Linked DNA regions of Bicyclus anynana: region 1 is linked to region 2. Evidence: chromatin contacts called from public Hi-C data. All regions are on one chromosome and are shown on one strand. Each heading gives the region's core, a stretch centred on a gene start, on an enhancer-like site or on the middle of the called end of the contact. The rest is flanking DNA. Distances are from core to core; before and after follow the strand shown.

Region 1 (5,850 bases), core at 1,368-3,867, 50 kb before region 2:
CTGGGAGAAATTGCCTTTAGTGTATTGTTTTTCGGAAATTCAATAATTGGTAAAATATAGGTGCTTTATGGTGGAATATTTTTCTTAAAGTTATCGTCTAATAATAATCATTTGGTGTACCAAGGTATGGTACTATCACACCATGCAAAGTAACAAACAAAAATCTGTATTATTTTATCATAATACTGAAATATAAAAACGGCTAACTCGTTTGATTAATTATTATTATTATTCTCGGAATATGTTGAATTATGTAAACCATAATTATTTTAACTTACTGTAATTTTTTGTTAAATACTTATGTTATTACTTTTTTTAGGATAGATATAAATAATAGGTATGTAGATATTGTAAAAGATATTATATCCTTTAGTTTATATAAAACCAAACCAGTGCTACTTTAAGGTCAATAGCGGTTGCATAAAATGAGATGGCGCTAAATTATTATTTGAAGTTTTTGTTTTATTTCATTTTCTGTTGGTACTTTCCAAAAGTTACCAAGATCTCAAAATATACATACAATAACAAGATTTGCTTATTTAAATATATTAGATATATCACAAATATTTCATAGTAACCGCCCAATTTTTACTGCGCCTATAAATAGCGTAGTATCCAGTCGTCAGTTTTAGTAATGTAAGTCTTATGAAGATGTAAAACCAAAGGAATAACATAAAAGAAATTAATTACTTTATCTTATTAGCTTGAAATGACATTGCGAACTACCCGCAAATATTCAAAAATTTTCAAAAAGTCAAAAAACCGTCACATGGCCTTGAGTTTTTAACCTACGGTGGCGCTGCGACATTGTAGGAGTCTGCATTAAAAATATAATCAGAAAAAAGAATTCTCGAGTTATATTTCAGTGTTTAGTTGAAATCCAATTTTCCATGTATTTTTATCATGTCCTTTCCATTGGACAATGTAGTAAAGCTAAGTAATTGTCGGGATGTAATTGTAGAAATAGCAATTATTTTTTAACATCGAATCTGGTTTTTTTTTTGTTATTTTTTTATATTTTGAATACCTACTCATCTATTTAGTTTGTAAGTACCTACTTATTTTAGTACTCATATAAATTATAGCTAAGCGGTGTGGAGTATATTTAAAGCTTTTATTTGTTTAAAATAAAGTTATACATCTGATTTATTGAATAAATCTCATGTATAGATACTACAAACAATAGTAGGTATAGGTAATAATGAACGTTGTGGTAGATTCCATAACCATTTATAGCGTACTTTATTTTTAGTAAACGGCAGTTTTTTCATGGCTTCCGAAATGTTATTGTAAATATCGACAAACTGTATAACTGAAGATTGTATTTATATTTCGTAATAATAATATGTATGGCTATCAATATATGTAAATGTTTACTGTTATTTTGTTTGTTTCATTTCTTTGTGATCCCGTTACAGTTACTCTGATAAAATCAATCGATCTCTACTGCTTCTGCTTCTCGACGAAATGCTTGATATATTTTATGATCGACGAGAACAAAGTTGTGGTACATAATTTTGTGGTAGAGGAAACACCTCGAACAAATTCCAGGACTTGTGACCTCGGGTGTAGCTTTAAGGGATCTCTTTAGAATACATTAACAATCCCCTCCCCTGCCGTACATAATTTTATAGAATTTATGATCAATAATTAGGGACACCACAAAACATTACACAAAATCACATACTCGACTAGCAGCGTGACGGCGTTTACGCCGCTGCCTAACAATTAACTGGACTCGAATCATCAAAAACCCTTTTATTTATTTATTTATACTAATCGCTGTCGTAACAACTTTATACAGATAAATATAGGTTTTCGTAGGCAAATACGGAGCCGTTATAGATTCGTATTGTCTGTCAGTCGGTCCGTCCGTATGTCCTGCTACTTTTTCCGAAACTGTAAGAGCTATACCTACTGTTGAAACTTGGTGAGTAGATGTATTCCGTGAACCGCATTAAGATTTTCATACAAAAATGGAAAATAAAATGATTACCCCCGTACTTAAAAAGTTTTTTTTCATTCAACCCATACGAGTGAGGTATCTATGGATAGGTCTTCAAAAATGATACTGAAGTTTCTAATATAATTTTTTCCAGGGATTTTTCGGTATAAAGGTAGACAAAAGTATGTAATATTTTGCTCAGTATATCTCTATCTTTTGCTATCTTTCAGTCCCATTAACCGAGCAAGTCCTATTAAAATCGGTTCAGTTGTTCCACACAGAACCGCCCGGCCCGGACAGAACACCATTAATTTTAAAAACGGTTGTTTGTGTTCTAAGTGCCGTGTAACCAACTTGAGAAAACACTTTGAGAAGACACACTTTTACTTTGAAATTACAGTGAAATCAGATATGTACCTACTTCAATTTTATTTTTATGTAATGATGGAACATCAAATCGAATAATTAAAAACTCGATATAAATACAACAGGTACAACACTATCTTTATTGTTTACCAGAGACTACAAACGCCGATGGTGTGCTGTTGGTACAATATTACGCCAACATTGGCGTATTGGCCAAGCTTTTGTGTCATCCATAGACAAAACACAAAGACAATGAGAAGAGACAACAAAAAAATGTAGCAACATTTTCATTGTCTTTGTTTTATGACAATTTGTGTTTGTGATGTGAAATGTGAACGGTCTTCGATCAAAATTTACAAAGTTTGGTTTGTTTTCCAACCGAGTGTGTGAAAATTTGTTAATAAAATTCTAGTCGTCATGAGATAATTTATTATATTATACACAAGACCAATAGTTTGATGTGATTAATAAATTTAATATGAAATCGGCGCGGGTTAGGTTCGTCAAAAATGAGAAGTGCTCCTTTGGTTGTCACGCGCTATTGTGATTTACTCCAAACAGAAGGAACTTGGAGGAGTGATTTTTGTTGAAAGAGTTGTTATATGTATGCAGCGGGAATGGCAATAATGGCAGTGTCTGTTGGGGAAATTTGCGAGAACACGAAACTTGCTCGGGAAATGGCACTGATGGGGAACTATGAATCCGCATTGGTGTACTACGAAGGGACAGTTCAGATGATCCACAGACTCCTCATCACCATAGCAGACCCCACGCGCAAGTCCAAGTGGCAACTGGTAAGTTATACTCGCTTATTAGTATTACTAAGTTTGAAAACCTTTAACCTTGTACTGTAGGCCCTCATTTCCTTATGTGATAAGTTAATTAATTTGTTTGGCATACCGTAGAAGGCCACACACGAAGTGCTGTAATTTAATTCATTGATGTCTTATTCAATTACATGTTTGCACATTTTTATGGTATTGTTTACATGTTTATTTTATTACACATTTATGTCACAACAAATAGTTCAAATTACTTAAAATGTTATTGTATTGCTTTAAAAATAAACATGTTGATTTAAATATGATTTTTTGATATTGACTTATATTTTGACTACTGAAAGAAGTACCGCTAAGAGATTTAGTGTACCTGTATGAAGTGGAAAAACTGAAAGGGGTGTGGATTTTATCCTACCCATAACAAGGTAGCCTGCTTAAATCTCAGATTACACCATCATTTAGCATCAGGTGAGATTGTAGCCAAGGACTAACTTAAAATATATATATCTGAATTATAAAATACACTCAATTATCATTTGTATTCATTACAAAATTTAAAAATAAAAGCCCACTTCAAGACAAAGCTTCTTTACAAAAAGGAGATGTGATATGGAGCTTGGATCCACCTACTCCAGTACAGGTTATTGGTCTGAGTGTTAAGTTATTTAATGACCACTATCATTTTCATCTTCAAAATCTGTGCAGTACATTTCAGAGATTTACACAAACAAAAAAATTCCTAAAATGTATTTGGAGTACAGTAATAGACTTGGATAAATATTTTTAAATAACAAAAACATTACTAATAAAATAACCATTAGATGCAAGCTGCTGCATAAAAAGATTAGTTACCTTAATATACATATAAATGCAAAAGGTCACAAAATCTTGAAACCTCTTGACATAGGTCAAATTTGGCAGGGAGGTAGTTAGTACTTTATAATATTGGTAGATAATCTAAAATCTTATTTATTATTATTGCAGTACATTAAAGAAAATAAAATATTAATAAATAACAATCAACAAGTTCTGATTGTATTTGAAAGCTTGTGTAAAACCGCATTGTGATACTTTGACCTTAATCTTTTTCTGTTGGTTAAAGTTCATTGTGTCTGCCATTGAAACAGCAATTGCTTCTAGTTAACTCGTCTGAGGTCAATGCTACTGTCCGCTACTCTGACTCAGTATAATCTGTACAAAGGAATATTTGTATAGATGTTATCGAATACATTTTCATAAAATAAGTTTGATAGCAAAAAATTTTATAGTTTACTTCATGACTGTGCTGTTTTTTCTTGTAAGTACTTTATTTGACTTGACTGTTTAAAGTTCAAGCTTCCTGCTTTGCAATGATTTGACTGTATTTATTTATAAAGCAAAGCAGAGAGCCATGATAGCCCAGTGGATATGACCTCTGCCTCTGATTCTGGTGGGTGTAGGTTCAAATCCGGTCCGGGGTCAAATCTCCAACTTTTCAGTTGTGTGCATTTTAAGAAATTAAAATCATCCTGCTAACTGTTTAAATTTTTGGTTGATTTCTAGTTATTAAATGAGACTAGTGTAATAGACGCAAAATATTAAATATGAAAAAGATTTTAAAGTAGATTCTTTGCATTGATCCTTGTTAAAAAAAATTACAGATTCTTATTTTAATTTTAAAAAGAACTCATTCAAACTAGTGTATATGTAGATTATGGGTGTTAAAGATATGATCATTAAGGTACACATTTGTAGATTGTATTATTATATTAAGCAATTTCTTTAAAATAATTACTAGTCCATTTTATGAAAATTAGTTAGACATAATGATCACTAATCAGTAATTATCATGTACTAATCATTTTCTTTATAAGTAGTAACTTATAAAGAAACCTATTTGTAGGTATTAAATGTCTAGTCACAAAAAGATGATGATGATGATGAATATGAACATTGCACACTTGGCCGCAGACTTGGCTAGCATGGCTGGTAGTTGTGGCCAAATTACATATATAACTTTGCTATGCACACAAGTTCTGTGACTGAGAATCCAGGCTAGCCGACCAGTGTAGCTGGCAGAATAACACCTGTAGTAGCCCACAATTGACTACTTCAAGACCAATTGGGTATGTTGCTATAAATCTGGCCTTAGGTTATCTGACCATGGTCAACCGACTAGTGGTTCACAAATAAGTAGTAGTCGTAGTTGAGGCCGCCTAGTCAATGAGGTGCCTTGGTCAAAGTACTAATATACGAGAGGCTAAAAAGGTAGATGACACAATGTCAATAAGTAGACATGACGTCATTTTAAATCTTGTCAAAACATCGTTAAATTCTTAAAGCAGGTAAAATGGATGCATACTGTTGGGCCACGAAACTACCGATTCGAGGCCACAAAGATCGTATGTGCGATTTTACGAGTATGTAGTGGTACGTTTCTTTCAAGTGGCGCGATCAATTCGTGTGATCGATTTTTGATTTTACAGTATAAAAAATCCGTTCGATGCAATCCGTACGATGCGGATCAGTAGACGAAGTTGTACGACTTACTATACAATAATAAAAATTTTAATAAAAAAAATACAACCGACTTCAAAACCTAAAAACGTACCCACTAAACTAAAAAGCGAAAAATAACATCATAACATGTTCTACCTGCTGATCAGTATGAAGGCGGTGCTAAGCCGGAGATGTAATAATTCGCACTATGCGGGATATGGGCGACTCGTACGTTTTTCTTTTACGTTTCCGGCATTAACATTAAAATGGAAAAGGCATTAT
Region 2 (5,211 bases), core at 2,327-4,826:
AGATATTTTAATAACTATCGAACCTCCTTAATCCGACCCTATCGCAAAATCCGTTCTCAGTGGACCTCTACTAACTATAAACTACCTCCCTGAGTTAGCCCTTGACTACAATCTCACCTGATAGTAAGTGATGATGCAGTCTAAGATGGAAGCGGGCTAACTTGTTAGGAGGAGGATGAAAATCCACACCTCTTTCGGTTTCTACACGACATCGTACCGGAACGCTAAATCGCTTGGCCGTACGTCTTTGTCGGTAGGGGGTAACTAGCCACGGCCGAAGCCTCCCACCAGCCATATGTTACAGGACCTCCGTCTTGTAAATCCACCGCGCATACCACTGCGCCACGGAGGCCGTCAATCAAAAATTCTGTCTTAGCGGACGTCTACTAACTACAAACTATCTCCCTGCCAAAACATCAAGGTGCAGGCCTTTGTTAAGAAACTAGATGGGTACTCGGGTACTGATATTACTAATGTCTGCAGGTGAGATATTTAAACAACTTGCTTCGTCCGCCTATAGACCTTAATACGGTCCTGCCGCAATTTTTTTTATAATATGACCAATATTCCCATTCCCCTCCAACTAGTCGGAAAAGACTGTGCTAGGAGTGGGTACGACAATAGACCAACAGGGTGAGGATCGAACCACCACCCCTCGGTAATGAGTCCAACCGCTCTTACCGTTGAGCTATTGAGGCTTCCGATTCGATCCCGAGGTCACTGTTGGACTTTGTTAAGAAATTGCATGGGTTCTTGGACGCTAATATTGCTAATGTCTGGTGAGATATTTGAGACTTTGAGACTTGAAAGTCTCAAAGAATGACCCAGAATGGGTGTGTACAAGCAGCATGATGAAGCTGGTGAAACCCTTAAAGTTTTGAATTTTGTATTTGGAATGGCTACGACACTGTTCTGTTCCATGCAATCCATCTTCCTATTGTAATAGGCTCTAAAATAAGATGAGAACTTTAGTATCAGAGTAAAATTAATTAAAAATTTAACCATAATAACATCACTTCACAATATATTTAGCTACTCGTTACTACATCAAACTGACTTAATTATATTTCGTATACATAAAATACTTTAGCTTAAAGACTTGTAACAAGACAACAGTTGATACTCAAGTCACTCTCCCCGCCTATCCCAAGTAACCCGTAAAAATTACACAACAAGAGATGTGGACGGCTCGAACGCCACGAGCAAAGATTACAGTGTATTATTGGAAATAGATAGGCTACTCTAATTTTTTTCGGAACGCCTGTGATAGCGCCATCTAGTAACTAGCTACGGTATTTTTAGTATAGTATCCATTATGTTATAAAAAAGATAATGCATTTTTTTTTTATTTACGTTCTTCTAAGTTTCCATGGCATGGCCACGAGCACACTGAAGCCGTCCGTACCGCAAGTCGTTGCACGCGGAGATAACACTATTAGTCTATAATCTGTGTATGTTTCATTTACAGGGATGCCTCAATGATGTCCATGCGCCGCAAGATAGCCGGCCTCAAGCCGGAGCAAATCAAACAGCTGGCCAAGGAGGAGCTGGACCTGCCCGTCACCAAGCAGGACTTCATGCAGGCGCTGGAGAAGTGCAACAAGTCCGTGTCCAAGGGTGACATACAGAAGTATCTCTCGTGGATGACAGAGTTCGGCTCCTCTTGATTGATGTAGACTTTACAGTACTTACAAGGACTTATATGTATACAGGTGTTGAGGACTTTATCAATGTATATTGGACTAGGAGTTTGGGATAGCGAGTAATACCGCATTTTATGAAGGTCGAAAGTTTGTTTATGTGACGTCTCCGAAACAAGCCGAACGCACGCCTCTATTCAGAAATTCTGATTGTCCTTTAGTACAAAGACCTCCTCCAAGCTCTTCCACAATAGGCTACTCGCCTGCTGTACAAAACTAAGAAGATTTTTTGCACAGAGGCAGTTTAGATGCCTAGAAACTCTAATCACATTTTTATTTGTGAAAATAATCTCGTAATTGTAATATTTTTATAAAACAAAATTGTATTTTTATCACGTCACCGCAAACGCCAATCAAACTGTAACGTCATTCGCTACAAGGCATCGGTTTGTGATTGGCGCTTGCGGTGACGTGATATAATCATATCTCTGCAAACGCCAATCACGCTGTTATCTCTTTGAATGACGTCACTTGCTAATGTGTTGTGTTTCGGCGGCACACATTTTACGTAGATATTTTTCATTTATATTAAATTTTTTACTGTTTAAATATACTTCCATAATTCAGTTTAAACACTGTTTACAAAAGAGGCAAGTAGCCTATTCTCGATCCCTTGCAGATTTTGTCCAGTTGCCCCCTGCCACTGAAGACCGAAGCAGAGATTTCGCCCATCTCTGCTTTAGTCTTCCTCTACCTTTGCATATGACTTGTATACCATTAAATACCATTAAACGTCGAAAAGATTGCATCCGACTGTATCAAACATGGTAGCCGATTATTGAGTTAAGACTTTATTGACTTTGGAAGGTAGCAGGTTGCAAGGGTTCATGTTGCATGACCTGCTGACCCTCAATAGTCCAAATATAAAATTCTTAAATTCTTTTAAATAATTTCTTCAGCATAATATCAGTCGCTTAGCTTCGCGGCAACCTTTCGAGAAACACGATTAAAGATTAAACTTTAAGGATGTCAGCAAAGGGTTGTCGCGAAGCTAACCGACTGAGGACCATGATTCCTCATGATATCCAGAGAGACGATCTTGGCATTCAATGGATTCGCCGTGTGGCAGAGGGAAACACTGGGAGCAATGCACCGGACTTGTGACAGATGGGTGTAGGATTAAGGACATCATAATTGGCTAGTACGTAATATGACCATAGACTGATAAATTTTTAACCATCATAAAAAAGAGGAATGTCTGGCTATCGCAAGCTCTCGTTCTAAGGCCTGAGGGTGCGTCAACGATATCTCATGACGAGGAATAATAGCGGCCGAATCGAATATATCGCTTTCTCATTCATCCCGTCGCAACGAAAGAGAGAGGGATATCTTCAATTGGGTTGACGACTGTGTTGGAATACATTGATTTTGTGAGATATTCGGGAAAATAAGGTCAATATTATAATAGATAAAAAACAAAGAATGTCGGGATGTTTGTAAAATAAAGTTATAAAATTCCAAAATCAATCAAAAATCTTTTAACATAATTAGATGATACATACATGATTATTTCCTTTCATTGAGTGTGACATTTTTTGTTATCAGAAGTATACAAAGATGAACGCACAAATAACAATGATATTTGTAATTTTGTTTGTCCGCCCATACAAATCTAATGAACGTGACATCACTATTGGACCGTATTTAATATGAGGCGTATTTAAGCGATCCTAGGCAGCGCCGCAAAGATGTCCTTATATCTCCGAAAGTAGTTATCGCAGATATACAGTTATTCTATAAAGTTGCTTTAACTTTCGTCATCCCTGTTACGCCGCTATTGGTCGATCACGTTATCTCGTTACAAGATATGTCGTCGTCGCATGCAATGCCTACTGGTGGTTTGACAGACTGTGGTTAAAAGACACATTTTAATAGTTATCGCATCTCGACCAATGAACGTCCACTACTATTTTAATAGGTAATTAAGTATATTCAGTCAGAGGTAATCAGTAATTATACAAGTAATTAAATTAGTGAGATCTAAATTTATTTTCATGTTACCTATATTTAGACTTTGTTCTTGTGTGTGTCTATGAATTGACGCAATATGTCTTTCATTTGACGTTACGTTTTTTATTTCATAGACACTACACATGCAAGGTGCGTTAATGTTTTAAATTTGATTCGCCACTGACTACAATATACCGGATTTCAACATATTTTTTTAGAGTGAGGATCACCAAAGATTTTTTGGTGATCTTCACTTACTTGGATCGCTTGTGTCATGTCTTTACTCTGTGGAAAAATATTAAATATGACGGGAGACGTTTTTCCTTGGTATATTCCATTTTGTAGGTATTTTATATGAACAAAAATTTTCATTGTTAATTATTCAAAATAATTCAGTAAAAATACAATTATAGCCTGGTCGGAAAAATAAGAAACCTCGCCTCACCTCGAACTAATTTATTTCAAGCGCAGACGGTTAAAATATTTGTGGTGCCTTCAATCTGGTTTTATATTTCTCTACGCCTATCATGCGACCAACGACATATCTCCTGACTAGAAATAGACAAATTTTAACCAATATAGGCCCTACCGGAAATAACGCTATCATTCATTGCGATGAGACAATACAGACGGGACCAGGACAAGTCAGTATTCGTCGATATTTTGTCTGTTTCTCTTCACTTGGTCCCATGCTAGTCCTACTGGTGAGGCTATAAATGTATTATTTTTGTGTTCTGTTTTTGATTAATGCATGTTTTCTAAATCAAGCCCTCTCAGGTGCAAGAATATTGGAATATTATTTTGAGTAATTAAATAAATTATTTTTTTGTAAACATAGACTGTAAAACTCATGCTGCTGTGCCCTGACAAAACTAAATGTTTAAAAACATCCATTTTTAAGAGATCGAAGTTCTTTGTTTTCACAATAGAACTCTATTAATTGATGAATATTATTAAACTGCTTTGAGAAAAATTTAGTACGGCTGTGCCGCTTTTGTTTGGTCGACTTGCGTGGGCACTACCGTGCCACCAAATGCATGCATTTTTCAGTATTTTAAAGTATTAAAAAAAAAATTAAATGTCAGTATATGTAAACATATGCGAGAACCTCGTTTATGAGTTTTTTGCCACAAAACACTGTATGGTACGGCGGTGTGATGAAATTTTCAAGATTAAACTCAGTTATGAAGCCTTTAATTTTTTTTTACCAATATTTCGTCTACAATATATTTTAGTCTCTGAATGACATTCTACTGCCTTTAAAATCCATTTGTACAAGGACTGTTTCAGTATTAGAAAAGTATAAATCCTTAGCATATCCACAGTAAGCCATAATATATTATGTGTGTTTGTGCAGACGACATTCCCTTTGGAGTATGTAATTGTGTAAATAAAATTTTGGGTTTGCTGTTTGAAATGTTAAATTTGTGTATAGCAAGTTACAGCTTTTGAAGTATGCTACTATTACAGTGTTTTTGCATCATTCGATATCTATAAGATTATATTTGTACATATTTGAGTTTACACATTTTTATTTTAATCTAGCATTACAAAAATTGTA

Evidence for each region. Hi-C and Micro-C count contacts between places; a contact is called where the count stands out from the background.
Region 1: a Hi-C map of whole body shows a contact between it and region 2, with 2.5 times the contacts expected there. The contact joins the promoter of LOC112046630 here to the enhancer-like site in region 2. A contact is called at or near these places in 2 of 2 Hi-C or Micro-C datasets (whole body and whole larva).

The regions. Positions count from the first base shown.
Region 1 is chr22:5,856,438-5,862,287 of ilBicAnyn1.1, reverse strand. LOC112046630 (katanin p60 ATPase-containing subunit A-like 1) reads left to right here and starts at 2,617. Exons shown (of 10, transcript XM_024083333.2): 1 at 2,617-3,105. The coding sequence starts at 2,914. It overlaps LOC112046628 (trafficking protein particle complex subunit 10), which reads left to right. Exons shown (of 17, transcript XM_024083331.2): 17 at 1-1,382.
Region 2 is chr22:5,807,991-5,813,201 of ilBicAnyn1.1, reverse strand. LOC112046630 (katanin p60 ATPase-containing subunit A-like 1) reads left to right here. Exons shown (of 10, transcript XM_024083333.2): 10 at 1,469-2,199. The coding sequence ends at 1,667. Among protein-coding and RNA genes, the nearest start is that of LOC112046638, 6.7 kb to the right of the region's middle. Within about 2 kb of position 3,576, at least 1 of the 8 cell types and tissues checked has open chromatin away from gene starts, as enhancers often do.